Regions from separate parts of the Gasterosteus aculeatus genome. Here region 2 is linked to region 1. Evidence: chromatin contacts called from public Hi-C data. All regions are on one chromosome and are shown on one strand. The core of a region is the stretch at or near the end of the contact, and the rest is flanking DNA. Distances in the headings are between cores, read along the strand shown.

What was found. Hi-C and Micro-C count contacts between places; a contact is called where the count stands out from the background.
Region 2: a Hi-C map of skeletal muscle shows a contact between it and region 1, with 3 times the contacts expected there. The contact joins the promoter of scyl1 here to the enhancer-like site in region 1. A contact is called at or near these places in 2 of 6 Hi-C or Micro-C datasets (skeletal muscle and tail fin).

Annotation. Positions count from the first base shown.
Region 1 is chr4:8,123,841-8,131,551 of fGasAcu3.hap1.1, forward strand. No RefSeq gene overlaps it. Among protein-coding and RNA genes, the nearest start is that of hs3st1, 8.7 kb to the right of the region's middle. Within about 2 kb of position 4,616, at least 1 of the 9 cell types and tissues checked has open chromatin away from gene starts, as enhancers often do.
Region 2 is chr4:8,195,070-8,202,780 of fGasAcu3.hap1.1, forward strand. scyl1 (SCY1-like, kinase-like 1) reads left to right here and starts at 3,605. Exons shown (of 18, transcript XM_040175137.2): 1 at 3,605-3,875; 2 at 4,520-4,660; 3 at 5,153-5,275; 4 at 5,369-5,595; 5 at 5,796-5,886; 6 at 6,135-6,290; 7 at 6,549-6,707; 8 at 6,860-6,967; 9 at 7,121-7,234; 10 at 7,336-7,491; 11 at 7,577-7,711. The coding sequence starts at 3,768.

The DNA of each region.
Region 1 (7,711 bases), core at 3,366-5,865:
CTGGATTACCTTTTGTAGCCAGATGCTTTGGGATCTACAACCTTTCGATGGAGCAACTGGGTGCCTCCTACCGGGATGTGCTCTTGTGCTTCTTCCTGGCGGATAAAAGCACTAAAAATGCTCTTGACCTGCAAAATTTTCATCTTCAATAGAAAATATAGTGAGTAGTTCCCCTTGGATGGCCTTATTCAATACTTTTGCTTTGCGTTTGGCTGATCTAGAGGGACGCTCTTTGATATTCTCTAGGCAGACACAGAAACAAGCACTCCCATAACGTCACGATGGAGGTGGTAAGTGCAAAATCAGCTGAAACCAGGATGGGCACAATCATGAGAATAAGAATATCTGTTTGAATGATAATGGCCGGTCAGTCTGCAGAGACTGGAGATGTTGAAGCTCACCGTGTTCAGATAACCAGACTTTTAGTTTCTTTTATCTTCTGTGTTCGGGCGTCTCTCCGCCGGTCACTTTCTGTGTGAAACCTAAAAAGTTTCGGGAGAGTATTGATTCGAGTGACACATGGGACGCGGAGGTGCTAAGAGCCGTCGGAGTGCTTGTCGGATCGCTCTCCACTCGTCTGTGCACAAAGAGGTGGCGTGCACTCTCGCCGAGATGCCCACAGCTACAGGCTCATAAGTGCACCACGCACTCCCATGTAGGAGGCATGTTATACACACACTCGCACGGAATGGGCCTTATTAAATAAGCGCAGGGCCCTCCGTGGTGAAATGGAGCAGTGAGGAGTTATATGCGCTGCCTCCTCTGCAGTGCTGGTGGACCGCCAGCATCACCATAAGCAGTCAGTCAATAGGCTGACTCAACAGTGTGTGAAATTAAGAGGGAAATAGAAGTAGACAGACATTAAGCCTCTCTCCCACTTCCCCCTTCCGCCCTCTCAGACGCCAGACAGCGGCTAATGCACCCCCCGGAGCCCCCACACGCTCTGCTATCACACACCAGCAGCACCACAGCTCCACTCCTGCATGCGCCTGCAAAGAAATAAAAAAAGACACTCAGTGACCTTCTTTGACGGCGTCGACGTAAACACGACACTGATTCTTTTTCCTCCGGACGACGGCTGCAAGTTTCAGGTTTAATTCAAACTGCAGTGCTGGAAGCGGAGACATCTTTTTGCGTGCAGCCACATCTGCAAGATGAGGTTTTGTTTGAGGGATGGTTTTTTTTTTTAAATGTTTGGAGCTGCGTCCCATAAAAACAAGAAGCTGAAATGATGTCGCTCAAAAAACACAACTACTAACAGAACCAGTCACGCCTACTGGGAAGATGTGTTGAATATCTCTCCCCAGCTTCTTGATATGTTAATGGGGCTCTTGTTTTTGAGTCAGACACAAAATCTTTTCTGCTGAGAACCCTATTTTGTCAAAGCAGAGGGGAGTCACATCTCCATACCAAATGTCTGGATTAGAATGAAACTGCTATTAAGGAAGTTCCGAACAACGGCCTAATGATAAAAACTTCAGTTGCCAAGGTAATATGCAAAACAGTCTCATTGACTCGGAGTTGAACCATGAGAACAACCTTCAAAAGAGAGGCTGGAGAATCGAACCGTGTCCTGTTGACTGAAACGCACTAAGCTTCTTCTCTTTGTTTCAAACTACGTACTCACTGTCGAATACACTTGCTGCTATATGCGTTATACATATTATATATAATATGTTACTCTCAGTTTAACAGACTGATAAAGGACGTTTAAATATAACAAGTGGTGCAAAGTAACTATAGAGACTGATATCAAACTAGCTCTAGTTCTACATTTCACAGGGAAATACTGTATTTTTGCTTGATTGTTTTAACAGATGTTAATTTGAAGATTTCGTGGGGGAAATCACGTTTTAGTATAAAACATGACGATGTTAGTTTAAATAAAATAATTGAAACTAACATGACAATCCTTTTTACATTTGTATGCATCAGTATTGGGTATAAAAAGGAAATCTCTCGATACGTTTTACATCATGATATAAATATCGAAGCAGTTCATTTAACATTTAGTAAACCGTATACAAACTTCATTTTTTTCTATTCCAGTGAAATAGAGAAGAGAAGAAATGTCATCACAGAGATTATTATTGACATATTATTAACTTTAAGTCCAAATGTACTCAAGAATCCACTAGAGGGAGCAACAATACATAAACAAATGAGCAGTTTACATTCTAAACATGGCAAGTGGCTTTTGTTGAACACTTAATTGTTAATAAATGTAAATGTTTATGGTGGTATAAAAGAACAAAACCAGAAGTCTCATTCCTGTGGAGGATGCCGTGCTCGTTGAGCGTGTTTGGTTTCCTCAACCCTTCCCGCTGCAATCTGATTCCCTCTGCTCACCGAGAGCATCTGGCTGATGATGAATGTAAGTGGCCGAGGGGCCGAGGGAAGACAACGGCTGCAGATGGATATTGACCAAAAGAGGAAAAAGCCGATGGTATTTCATTGAGCTACGGCAAATTGCGCCGTGTTACACAACAAGATCAATGTCCTCTTTTCTCCTTTCAGTCGTCTCTGGGGAACTTTTAACGCTCAAACTTCTCCTGGCGGAGAGCACCTGAAAACATCAACGAGACGTGTGAGGAGCGTTTAATCTGCGAGATCATAGCGAGGTTTCAGAGGTCCCTCCTTTGACTTCAGAGGGAGTTTGCGCGAAGGGTCACATGCTGCACCGCCGCAGCGTCACGATTCTCCCGCTCTTGGAGACACTTGGTATTCATGGTGGTAAAGTGCTGCCTTTATGTTCCGTGACCAAGGTCGGTGGTTAAAAACGCGTGATTGAATCTCTCTGGTTGAATTCACAAGGAAAAGCGTGCCAGGTCAAAATGTCCGACTTACAACAGGCACAACAAAGATAAAGTCAGTGTTCAACGCCGGCTGTGGTGGGAATGATTGTCAGGTCTGAGGCGACAAGCCACAAAAGAGGCTGATGAGTGACCATTGAACTCTTACCATCATATTCTTACGCTTAGTCCTTCCTTACTTAATAATACACGTACAGCGTCATCCACCAGGGGCCATCTTGGCAAAAAGAAAACTTTTCAACTGCAACGAAATTCGACAAAAAATAAGAATGAGATTCCTCAAATGTAAAGAGATGTGGGTTGAGGTTGATGACACAATACAGGTTTTAGTGAATATTATCAGAGTGGATAGTGAGCATCGATTTGTAAAGTGAGTTTTAAAAAAAAATCTTAGTTATGATGTTTTACGGCGCCCCTTTCTTTCCGCTGAGGTTAAAAGGTCAATGCACGAGGTCATTAACTAGTTAATGAGCTTCCCATTTAAAGCAAACAAAGGTGTGTTTACCTCCTCCGCACCCGAGTATAAAACCAACCAGATGTCAGAAAAAAACCACATAGACATGAATTCATGTCTTAATTGCTGTTAACAAAACAAAAGAAAACACCAGAATGAAATGGCCATGTTTCAATTAGTTGAAAGATCACATTATCATTCCCCAGGTGAGAAGCGATATGTCATCCGTGCAGGTCATTGGATTTTAAGGCTCGGCGGGTGAAGGGATTGGCTCAATCTCGAAACAGCCGATTGATTTTCCTCTCTTTATTTGCAGCACTTGGCAAAAGGCATCGGGATATTTTCCTCCCTTGGCACACTGAATGTAATTTAGTCTTTACGCAGCGAGCACAGTTACCACCTGCTTTCTATTTTCTTGGGGTTGACATTTGAGGATTTGAGATACGTTTGTGAAATGCTTTGAGAAAAACAAACAAACAAACAGTGTGGTTTGACTTGAGTACATTTCCTGTGATATCTGTTACTGGAGCCTGATGAGATTAAACATTTGAAGTGAGCAGAATGTCAAACCAAATTTGTCTTCATAGGCAAAATAAACATTTCTTTAACTCATTCAACGCTGTTGTTTCTGTATTCATCTGAACTCCTTCCTTATTCTCACAATAAGACTCAGATTTAAAGCACCGGATTAACAATAATAAGGTCAGATAAAGACCTTCAAGTATTCTAAAAAAACATTGCTACTCTGGAATGTATGTGTGTTTGGTGGGGGGGGTCGGTAAATCGGTTACACCCCATAATTAGAATATTGTTGACATGTGTTTTCCATTGACCTGGAACCGGAGCGTTCGGCAGCACGACCCCAGCACACCGGGGGACCGGGCCACCACACGGTTTCAATATGCAGCAACTGGTTTTAATCGAGACAAACACGCACAGGATTCTGTGTCTGGTTGTAACGTGATACTTTAATTTACTTAAAAAAGACAACATGTGCTGCGTGTCTGGAGAAACAATGCGTTTATGTCTTCTTGGCGGAAGAGACAATGATCTCAACCGAAGAAGCTCATCGGCGACGTCGAATGAGGGCCGTTCGAAGGAAAAACACATCCTCGCTAACGGAACCCATTTGGAGCTATTCTTGGGTTTCACTCCTCGAAGGGGAGGGGGGGAGTCTGGGACTTGGGCCCGATGTTTTGAAAATCCTTCTCCTTATCAAAATCTGTATGCTGCCTATGGAAAGACATGCGCACACACACCCACACCCACACAGGGAGCGAGAGCTGTCCGTGGGCCCAGTCGTGCTTCACCCATGCAGAGGTGTCTGTTAGCAGTGGGGAGTTGTCATTGGCCATGGAGGCTTACTGCTCTGCCAGGTAATGACTGATATCAGAGTGCAGCTCGCAAAGCAGCAGCACGTGTAGACCTGGGCAGAGATGAAGGAATGATGGGAACGTGTCTGCATCAATCCGGTTCCTGCCACCTAATGATGTGTATTTACGTTCCATTAGCTCTGAAAGGGTAAACAGGACTGCGGGAGCAGCTCACTTAAAGGTAAAAGCCACATTTTTCTGATCTAATATCGTGAACGTTACTTGTGGCCACGCGGAGCTGGCAAATGAAAAGGCTCATGGGTATGAGAAGCGGGAAAGGGAAATTGATGATTTGTGTGATCGCCCGAGAAAGAATCATAACTTTGAGTCATATGCTGTGGTTTTTAATTTGGTGATCCAATTTATTCGCTGTGATGATGTCGTCTACTGCCAGGAACGCTTTCTGCTTGTGCCGGAGAAATGGTCGAGGTCTTAAAATCCTTCACATTTCCTGACAGCTGAAGAGCCAGAATTTATTTATATAATGGAAAAGCTTGTGAGGTTAATTTAGCATGTTAATGCTCGAACACAAGGACGTGGATATTTCCAGTAATGAGTTTAAAACCTGCATCATCCACCGGCCACACAGATCGAATGTTTAATTTGTGAAACACTTTGAGTGAGAGGAATGTGAAAGACATTTTTAGATTTTGGAGGGGTGTGTATTTGTGTTTTTAGGCTCTCTAGCTGCAGAAGAACAAAAAAACAAGTTTAAAGTCTTGGGGGAGAATTGTTGAGCCACATAAAGAATGGAATCCACTTCATTATTCTAGCATGCAAGTGTCATAATTACCATGGGAATTATCCATTTAACACCCAAAACATATTTCCGTGAGATCACAGTAAACTTTGACCATCAAATTTAAATCGGTAACTTGGGATGGAAGTTTGCGCCACACACATGAAATGGTCGTACGATGCACAAGATGCTTCAGACCTTTTCCATCCAACTCATGGGGCAACAGTTTATGCACCTTCAGTCCACCAAAAACACTGGCGAAGAAGTGAGAAGGCGGCAACAATAGAGAGCTGTGCAGGCATTCGGGAGACGGGGCTTATCGAACTGTCGATTGTCCCCACATCTGTCCACTAGGCAACCAGCTGTGACACTGAGTCACCTCAGAGGATTCTTTCTGGACTCCCTTAACTTTGCTGGACTCTTTGTTGTCCTTTTCAAGTCAAAGATAAGATAAGATAAGTTGTTATTGATTTAGGCAATGCAGCGGCATGAGGTCATAAGTAGCCTACAGATGAACAGATGAGGGAAAAACAGAGAACAAGTAGTCGAGGACGTACAACTAATTTAGAAATGAACAACAAGAGCAATTCAAAACAACAAAGCAATACATGGAACATGGCAGCAAATATGAACAATATACGAATAAACATTAAAAAAACATACCGTGATCGGAGAAGTACGATATACAACGTGGTTACATTGTCCTGACAAGGGACCTGGAAGAAAAGGGGGACAAAGTTGCCCACCCGCTTTACATTCTGCTCCATGTGACATCTTGGATGATCCCAATGTTTTTTTCGTTTCTTTTTTCTAGTCAGTAGTTCTTAAAGCGGTGAACAAGGAAATGTCTGTGATGACACAAAGAAGAATCCTTTATGTGTCATGAATCACAAAATGTTGTGGCAGAACAATCAAGATCCCAGAAGAACATTTGCAACAGAACCAGAAGAATGCCACAACATTTTGTGATTCATGACACATAAAGGATTCTTCTTTATGTCATGTGACATTTCCTTGTTCACCGCTTTAAGAACTACTGAATACTGACTACATTTCCAAGGAACCCACAGATGCTGTAATTACTCTGCATTGAGTCATGATGTGGCGAGAGTTACATCGCAATTAACAAACGCCTCACCTATTTCTACGCCTACTACTGATGACCTGATGCGAAACAGATCCCAGAGTAATAAAGAACGACATAAACTCATCAACGTGTTCATGTTAGCTGGTTTCTATTATAATATGTAGCCTTTTTAAAGCCAGAGACTGAGTCCTCTTTCACCTCTCACGCTGCATAGTACACATCGCTTCCTCAACTTCTCCAAATGTCTCCTGGATTCCGGAAACTTTTATGAATTTATTAGCCTGCGTAGTTAGATCGAAACCTTTTACAGTGTATCTTCCACAGTAATAATCAAGTCAGATTAGCTTCATCTTCTCCAACCTTCAGCCGGTGAGCAACAGTTTACATTTCAGCTGGCAGACAACAGCTAGAACTGAGAACCTTACTTCCACATCTGTCAAGGGACCAAAGGACCAAAGGTGTAAAAATACACCTGTGATATTCATGTAATCATGTATCCTCGGCTCTGTAAAATGTTCAAATGAAAACACGGCTAACTTGTGTTTAGCCCGCCGTCATTGGAATGGTGAAACAGCTGGTTAAACAGATTCAGAAGCCTTTAGATGATGTCATGGAAATTCCTCCTGATGGTGAGAACGCCTCCGGGACCAAAGCTACTCGCAACCATCTGCACTTCAGAAAAAGGTCAGTCGCCTTTTTTAATGACAGAAACCAGCACTTTGATCAAATGATATGACTCACTATTGTCTGCTTTAATCAAAGATGCCTGTACAGGTTCTCTGTACAGAATCTCTCTTTCACCGGGCATGCCCTTGTCTCAAGGTTACCCGCATAATAAAGCCACAGAGTTGTTATCTCTGGGTTGGAGAGCATGTCAACACTGAAAGAAAAGCTCCTAGATAAATGCAGCACGGTGGCGTGAACCTGTTCTTCTTGTCTGCCCCCCCTTAAGGCTGTGGGTGACACCTGGAGTGGGATTCAGTGCATTAGTGGTGTGACCAGATTCCGAGCAGACATTCTTTTGACTGCAAACATGTGAAGACACAGACAGAAAACGTTGTTCCAAAATACATTGTTTCAAAAAAAATGTTGGTAACATGCGAATGACAGTTATTCTCAAAAAGGGGGTTTATCTTAAGCTAAATAGCTTGAAAAAATTCTTTTGTAAAAATACATTATAATAATATGAATCCAATATATATCTGAAAATATTGAAAACTGACATTAATATGAAGAACTATTACA
Region 2 (7,711 bases), core at 2,355-4,854, 70 kb after region 1:
TTTGATTTCCAAAGAAAACATTTTCTATCCAATCTGGTTCAGTGTCTGTCTCACATATCTTCACATTAAAACACTGTGAGCAAAGTGACAAGAAGAAATCACCAGGGTAACACTTTATTTTGACTTTCTAATAATGGTTTATAAATGAATTCGCTTGAATTAATTAGCTTGAAAAATAGCTTGAAAAAGATATTGAGTTTAATGGAAACAAAGTAAAGTGGACAATCAATCATTTGAGACTAAAGCTAATTTTGCCAAACTCACACTATTTCCACAATCAAACATGTCTAAATTGTTTTTTCCACACATGTATGAAGTGTATTTAAACTCCATCCCACCCCTAAAGGACATTTTATCAGTCATTATCATACATAATTGTTCATGATTGCCTTTCATTTTGTGTTATCAATCATTCATTATCTGTTAAACACCACTTAAGAATACATAATGATAAGAGGAGAAGCAACAGTAATAGTTGAGCGCCTCTTGTCTCTGGACGCTAAATATGAAGCTGCCACTAGCAGACGTTAGTTCACCTCACAGAAGGACTAGAAAGATGGGGGAGAAAGTAAGAATTAATATATACACCTATTGGCACCTGAAAGCTCCCTAATTAACACATGATGAAATTAGCTCATTTTGTGCAATACCAAAGTGTGAAAATAAATCATTTTCTGATATACAGCAGTTATTGCTGGCGTTATGTTCTCGCTGGCTGCCTAGCAACTGATCCCGGCCACGAATATGACTCCCCGCCAACTCTGTAAATTGCTGTTTTTATTTTAAACATTTTGAAAAAGATAAAACATATATATGTATATCTTATTTGATGATTTGTGGGGCCAGGCTCACTGATTCCCCCCGTTTCCATCCTTTGTGCTCGGCTAAGCTAACCGCCTGCTGGCTTGTCTGCATCGACGTCGCAGTGGCATCAATGTTCTCATCTAACTTTTGGAAAGGAAATGGATGAGAATATTTCGTATTAAGTATTCCTTTAAAAATATACAAGTGCTATGTCAATGATTCTGTATACAACGCGTTAGTGTTCATTTACAGCCAATTTATTTGCTGCTTGAGTGTACACTGCCTTATTTATTAATGAAAATGTGTTAGCAAATTAAACTATTGAATGATATAAGGTAGAGGTAATAGAACTAAATCCAAAACAAGGTAAAAATGACATTCTCCCAAAAATGAATTGATTGCGTCGTTTTTTCTTTTGCTCTCTCTTGATTTAAAGCGACTCTTTGCCAGCGTCCTCAGAAGACAAAGCTTTAAAACAACCTCATTTGGGGTTAGTTCTTATACGCTTTATTTTATGGTGCTAATCTCTCATTTATATGATCACTTCTATCAGAGATATATTCACATGCAGAGCAGCGGCGTCTGTTTGGGTATGAGGTGGGTTTCTGCACATTTATATATCAGTACGGGCAGCAAATGTAGGGTTTTTGTAGATTATAGTTTTGATGTTTCTGCATGACTAGAAAGTGTAATGACCGGGTGACGGGGGGAGGGGAGCCGTGGGGGTGGGGAGATTGTGTCTGAGAGGACGTTTAACACGTGTTGTGAAATAGATTTAATCATCTGTTAACCCACTTTGCTCTCTCATGTACATTGCACACGCTGCACAACAGTCTGGACAATAGCAGCAATTTAAGTAAATACAAAATGCTTTTTAAGCCCATCAAAGACAGAACCGGCTGTGGTGACTTTTAATCTGAAATAAAGATAAGTAGCTCTTGTGGATATTGTTTTTGTTATAATTTTAAAATTAAAGTATTTAAATGTCATAATCTGTCTCACCGTTGGTTGGTTGGTTGGTTGGTTAGTTTGGGGAGCTTTAAACATTGTATTTTAAAGTAATCATTACTATTGACAGTGGTAGTTGTAAAGGTTATAGAGAACAATACACATGGCAGCAGTGACGGCAGTAGTCCATCCATCCATCCATCGTCAAACCGCTTATCCTGCACACAGGGTCGCGGGGGGGCGGAGTCCATCCCAGCCAACTTCGGGCGATAGACAGGCAGTAGTCGTAGTTAGTTATATCGCAATAACATGAAATTGATATTATTTTCAATCTGACCTGAATCGGACTGAATAACTTTAGTGCAGGTGCCTCCCTCTACTGTCCGTGAAGTACCCTCCTAAATTATTTACTTAAATCCAAATGACATTGTTGTTTTAAATCATCAAGCTGTTACCATCATTTGTTTTCTCTTTATTCTTTATGGGGGGAGTTTCAATAGAGCAAGTCCAAAATGAGATACAGCGCCAACACTATGGGAACCAAACACAGGGTTCAATATATAACAACAACTGAATATATTCAATATTTTTTCCAGTCTCTAGACGTCTTAATATTCCAGTTAAACAAAATACTTCTTGTTTTTCGTGCAGGGTTGGAAATAAAGCCAAATGTAAAATGTATTCAAGCACTTGTAATCTATTGAGTGGTAGATTATTTAATCCACTGAGAGTTGAAGTAAAAAGTGAATTTCCAGCTCTGATTTGTTGTGGGAGCTGATCTGAGTACTCTGGCTCCCTCTTGAGGATTCATTATATGTTTTGGAAACAATTCCTATTGCAACATATCGTTAAATGAATTCCTCAGCAACAGCAAATATTCTTATTTTACAGGTAACTTAACTCCGTAGTGAAGCTCTTTGAATACAGAAAACTGAGTTAAAACAGTTGATTGCACGCAGTCCACCAAGCTGTACGTAATTATAAAAAATGATACTTTTAATTTATGGAGTAAACCATGAAATAAGTATCAACTTGTCAAACCCAGTTTTCTTAATTGCCATTTAAAGCAATTCAAGTTGGCCTGCTCATACTGTATGTGTACATTTAATGTTGCTACTGTTATATTGTTCTCTCAAAGAAAGTAAACCACATCAAATGGGAAAATATGGCTCCAACATAGGTTTGAACATAAAAATACACTTGAAAGCAGTTAAAATACTTTCAGCTCTGTATTACTGCACCATATTAATGTCTGCATTCACTGCTAAAAAAAGTCCAAAACATTATGTCAAAAAATGCAATGGAAAAAGTCACAAATATTAGGTAAAAGCCAATGTCAAAAAAGTCATGGGAAAAGAGTAAAAATATTTATATTTTATTCATTGGTTTATTTGATAAGGAACAGTGCACATTAATAAACACATTGCTGTAAATGTGCCAGTTAGCCAAAAGGCTATTTTTCATGTATAATCTTGTACACAAGACAAAGATTCACATATTTAATCATGTTTTCCCAACTAAATAAGTTACATTTTATTAGGTCAAAAGATGTAAAAAAGTTGTTCAAAAATTGTCATGGAAAAAAAGTTTAAAAAAAAATATTTGTTAAAAAAATGTTTTGGAAAATGTCACGGATGTCAACAAATATTTGATCAATATATAATTTCTTGATAAATGTGAAAAAAAGGTCAAATATATTATGTCATGAAAATGAAAGTAAAGAAATATTTGGTCAAAAAAGTCACAGTATTTTATGTTGACAAATGTCATGGAAATAATTATATATATAGTTGTTTTTATTGCTGACATGAACTTCTAAACTGTGAGAACATGTATTTATCTAAATGCAGTTATTGCGGAACCAACGTGCAGAGACAAAGTCTACACGGAGCCAGTTTAGTTCCGTGCTGCTTGCTGCTAGCTAGCCTCCAGTAGCTCTCTAGCTAGCAGTCTGTTTAGTTGTCCTGTAGCCGTGTGTGTGTTGTGTGGTCGATGAGGTGTGAAGGAAAGAGGAGATGTGGTCCTTTTTTGCCAGGGATCCCGTCAAAGACTTTGCGTATGAAATTCTCCCAGACGCCCAAGAGCAGTCTGGAATATGGAGTCTACATCGGGGGAAGCGAAAGGTAAAAAAGGCAACCCGTCAGCGGGTAACGGTCGGAGGTAGCCTCTTTATGGAGGCCTGTCACTTAGCCGGCTAGCTAGGCGTTGCAGTCCGTTCGCTACTTTGATCCGCGCCCGCTGAGTTGCTGTCTTTTCTCGTCTTTCTCGCCGATTCAATGTCACTGCCGCCGTCTTTCCTCGGCTCGCTGTGTGTATCGATACGTTCCGCCAAAGGAGCGGTCCCCGCTTTGTTTACCGTGAGAGACAGACACGTCTTTCTCGCCACGTCACCTCCACTTCCAGCCGGGTCGGTTACTGTAATCGGGACCGTTTTCAGACTAATGTTTTATCACATTAATGAAGATACCGTCCCTCGTCACTGACGGGACCTCACACAGACAACTGTCCAGATTGTTGTCGTCAAGCAGCTCAATTTGAACTGCAAGAGGCATCATTATCATCACCGCACGGCCGGGGAAAGACGACCAAGCACCTGCTTCCGGTTTGCATCGTGTTCATTGTGATGTCTGTGAATGCAATGCGATGATAAGACTTTTCTATATCACTTTCACCTTCATTTATTTTAACGCAAAAGCGTTTAATATTGCCATGTCCTAAAAATTGCAAGAGCAACGATTGTGTCATTAGATCCAATCTGTGTCCTCAGACCAACGGAGAGCCGGTGTCGGTGTTTCTCTACGAGTTCGCGCAGGGAACAGAGCAGCAAACCCAGCTCGCCAAGGCTGCTTTCAAGCGGATGAAGACCCTGCGTCACCCCAACATCCTGGCTTATGTGGATGGATTGGAGGTGTGTGTTGGGTTCATGTGTATTTTGCATCACACAATTTCATTTTGTATAGTGATCACAGGTAAATGTCTCTCGGCTCTCAGATGTTTCAAATGTAATACTTCAACACTTATGTGAGTGACGTGGTTTTGTCATGTATCTGTCATGTAATCATCATCTTTTCTTTGCATGTTTCCGTTCAGATAGAGGTGAGTGTGAATATGCCATTGTAGGCATTGACATTTATACCACAGTTGTAGCGTGTCATGCACAACATATTATAGGCATTACATGTCTTGCCAAAATAATTCATAAAAAATGAAATGCATCAAGGGGGGGACGTTGTATTGGATGTGTATGTTTGAAATGTTTTTGTGTGCTAAACTCTGTTTCACTCTCAGCGTAGTAGCTCTGGGTAGTAATTGATTATTTACAGCCATTCAATAGAATTCTTTGTCTGTTAATATGTACAGGTAAATGAACATGTATGTATTGTCTATGGTTGTTTCACAGACAGAGAAGAGCCTGTACCTGGTTACTGAGCAGGTGACACCGTTGGCCGTCCACCTGAAGGCCCAGGCGGACCGGGGAGGATCTGGTGAACTGGAGGTCTCCTGGGGGTTGCACCAGATAGTGGTAAGGATAGTAGAGAGGACCATCGGAAACTTGCAGGGGTGCCATTTCTCTGTAAGCCTTTACGCCACTTCTGCCTTTTACTCCCTCCCACAGAAAGCTCTCAGTTTCCTGGTCAATGATTGCCACCTGCTTCACAACAACGTGGGTGTATCGGCAGTTTTTGTGGATCGGGCTGGGGAGTGGAAGCTTGGGGGCCTCGATCATGTGACCCCTGAGCAGGGGGACCCAAGCGGGGTCTCTCTCCCTACCCCAAAGGCAGTTTACCCAGACATGGAGAGATATGACCCTCCAGAGATGTCCAATAGCACGGGAGAGAAATGGTAAGGGGAGAACGATAAAAATAATGTTTTCCAAATGAAAGCAGCAGGAAGTATATTTGGAAGAAGTGGAAGTGACGGATAGAAGAAGTTCGAAATAAGACTCTGTTAAGATGCCTGGGGCAAGAGTTGGTGAAATATAAAACCTGGCATTGGTTACTGTCTACTTTTGTTGCATTGAGCGGTACCCGTGTTTGTTGTAGGGCAGGGGAGGTGTGGCGTCTAGGCTGCCTGATCTGGGAGGTGTTCAACGGGCCGCTGCCTCGCACGTCCTCCCTTCGGTCACTGGGAAAGGTACGACACCCCCGCTCTTCCTTTTGGTTATTACCTCATTATTGTCATTGATTTCACGGCATATTGATACTCTACAGCTATTGTTGTAGTTATTGAAAATGTGTTTTTGTCCAGTCAAATAGACTTTGAAATTAGAAATACTGAAAATGGATGGTTCTTTTCTATATACATTTAGCATTGGAGGGCCGTTGCTTCCTGGTTTCAGAAGACGTGTTGTTCACAGTCTTGTGTTCTCTTTGTGCCCACAGATCCCCAAAGCTCTGGTCCCTCATTACTGTGAGCTGGTGGGCGCCAACCCCAGAGCTCGCCCCAACCCAGCGCGCTTTCTCCAGAACTGTAGAGCTTCTGGAGGATTTCTCAGCAACAGCTTTGTGGAGAGCAACCTTTTCCTGGAGGAGATACAGGTCCACAGACTTAAAGTTAATAAACACATGTACAGATGAGCTGTTTGCATAAGTGTTCTAATCAAATGTCAACAGTAAAGTCCCGCTGTAAAGTACCAAGATAAAAACAAATCAAGTTGGAGTAGACGTGTCATGCGGGGCGCTTGGTGTAATTTGATGTAGTTGCCATGGAAGTAGCATTGGAAACTGTATGATAACAACTAATGATAGGATGACCGATTAGGGCTGTGGGATTAAAGTGTAATTCTCTCCCTCCAGATCAAGGAGCCGGCTGAGAAGCAGCAGTTCTTCCAGGACCTGAGTGACAATCTGGACTCCTTCCCTGAAGACTTTTGCAAACATAAAGTCCTTCCTCAGCTGCTCACCGCCTTTGAGTTTGGCAACGCGGGCGCTGTAGTCCTCACACCGCTCTTCAAGGTGAATCTTTATTGAATATCAGGCCGTAAACTCCAGCAAGCATAGATAACCCAAACCTCCCGAACAAAGTAAGACTGGCATTGTTATTTGGAAGTTATTCTTCTCCCCTCTTCAGTTTTTCTTTCCCGTACGTATTTCTGTCTGTCGGCTAGGTGGGGAAGTTCCTGTCAGCTGAGGAGTACCAACAGAAGATCATCCCTGTTATTGTGAAGATGTTCTCCTCCACAGACCGAGCCATGAGGATACGGCTGCTGCAGCAGGTATTTAAAGGCTGTTTTCATCCAGCCACTGAGAATGTCTTGTACTGATACAGCGAACCTGTTGGTTGTGCTTCTATTTTGTTCCAACCAGGCGTCCAACATGTATTTGCTCTAATATTCTTGCCTCCCTTTGCCCCTGTCTCTCCGTTTCAGATGGAGCAGTTCATTCAGTATCTGAATGAGGCAGCGGTGAACTCTCAGATTTTCCCTCACGTTGTTCACGGCTTCACGGACACCAACCCCGCCATCAGAGAACAGACCGTCAAGGTAGTTGGAACGTGTTAAACAGAACACCAAACCAGGAGGCGGTGTTACACATTACTGGTGTACTGGATGTGCCATAACTATTCTCTGCATCACCCACACAGTCTATGTTGCTGATGGCTCCCAAGCTGAACGAGACCAACCTGAACCAGGAGCTGATGCGCCACTTTGCAAGACTGCAGGCCAGAGACGAGCAAGGCCCAATCCGCTGCAACACCACCGTCTGCCTGGGCAAGATCGCCTCCTACCTCAATGCAGGGGTACAGTACGCCCACGTTGATCTATGGCCAACAAAACGTTGAACCACCATCCAACCAAGAATTTGTTCATGCCCTCTCTTCACAGACTCGACAGCGTGTTCTGATCTCTGCCTTTTGCAGAGCAACTAAAGATCCCTTCCCAGCTTCGCGCTCCGCTGGTGTACTGGGCTTTGCCGCCACACACAACTTCTACAGCGTAACAGAGATTGCCGCCCGCATC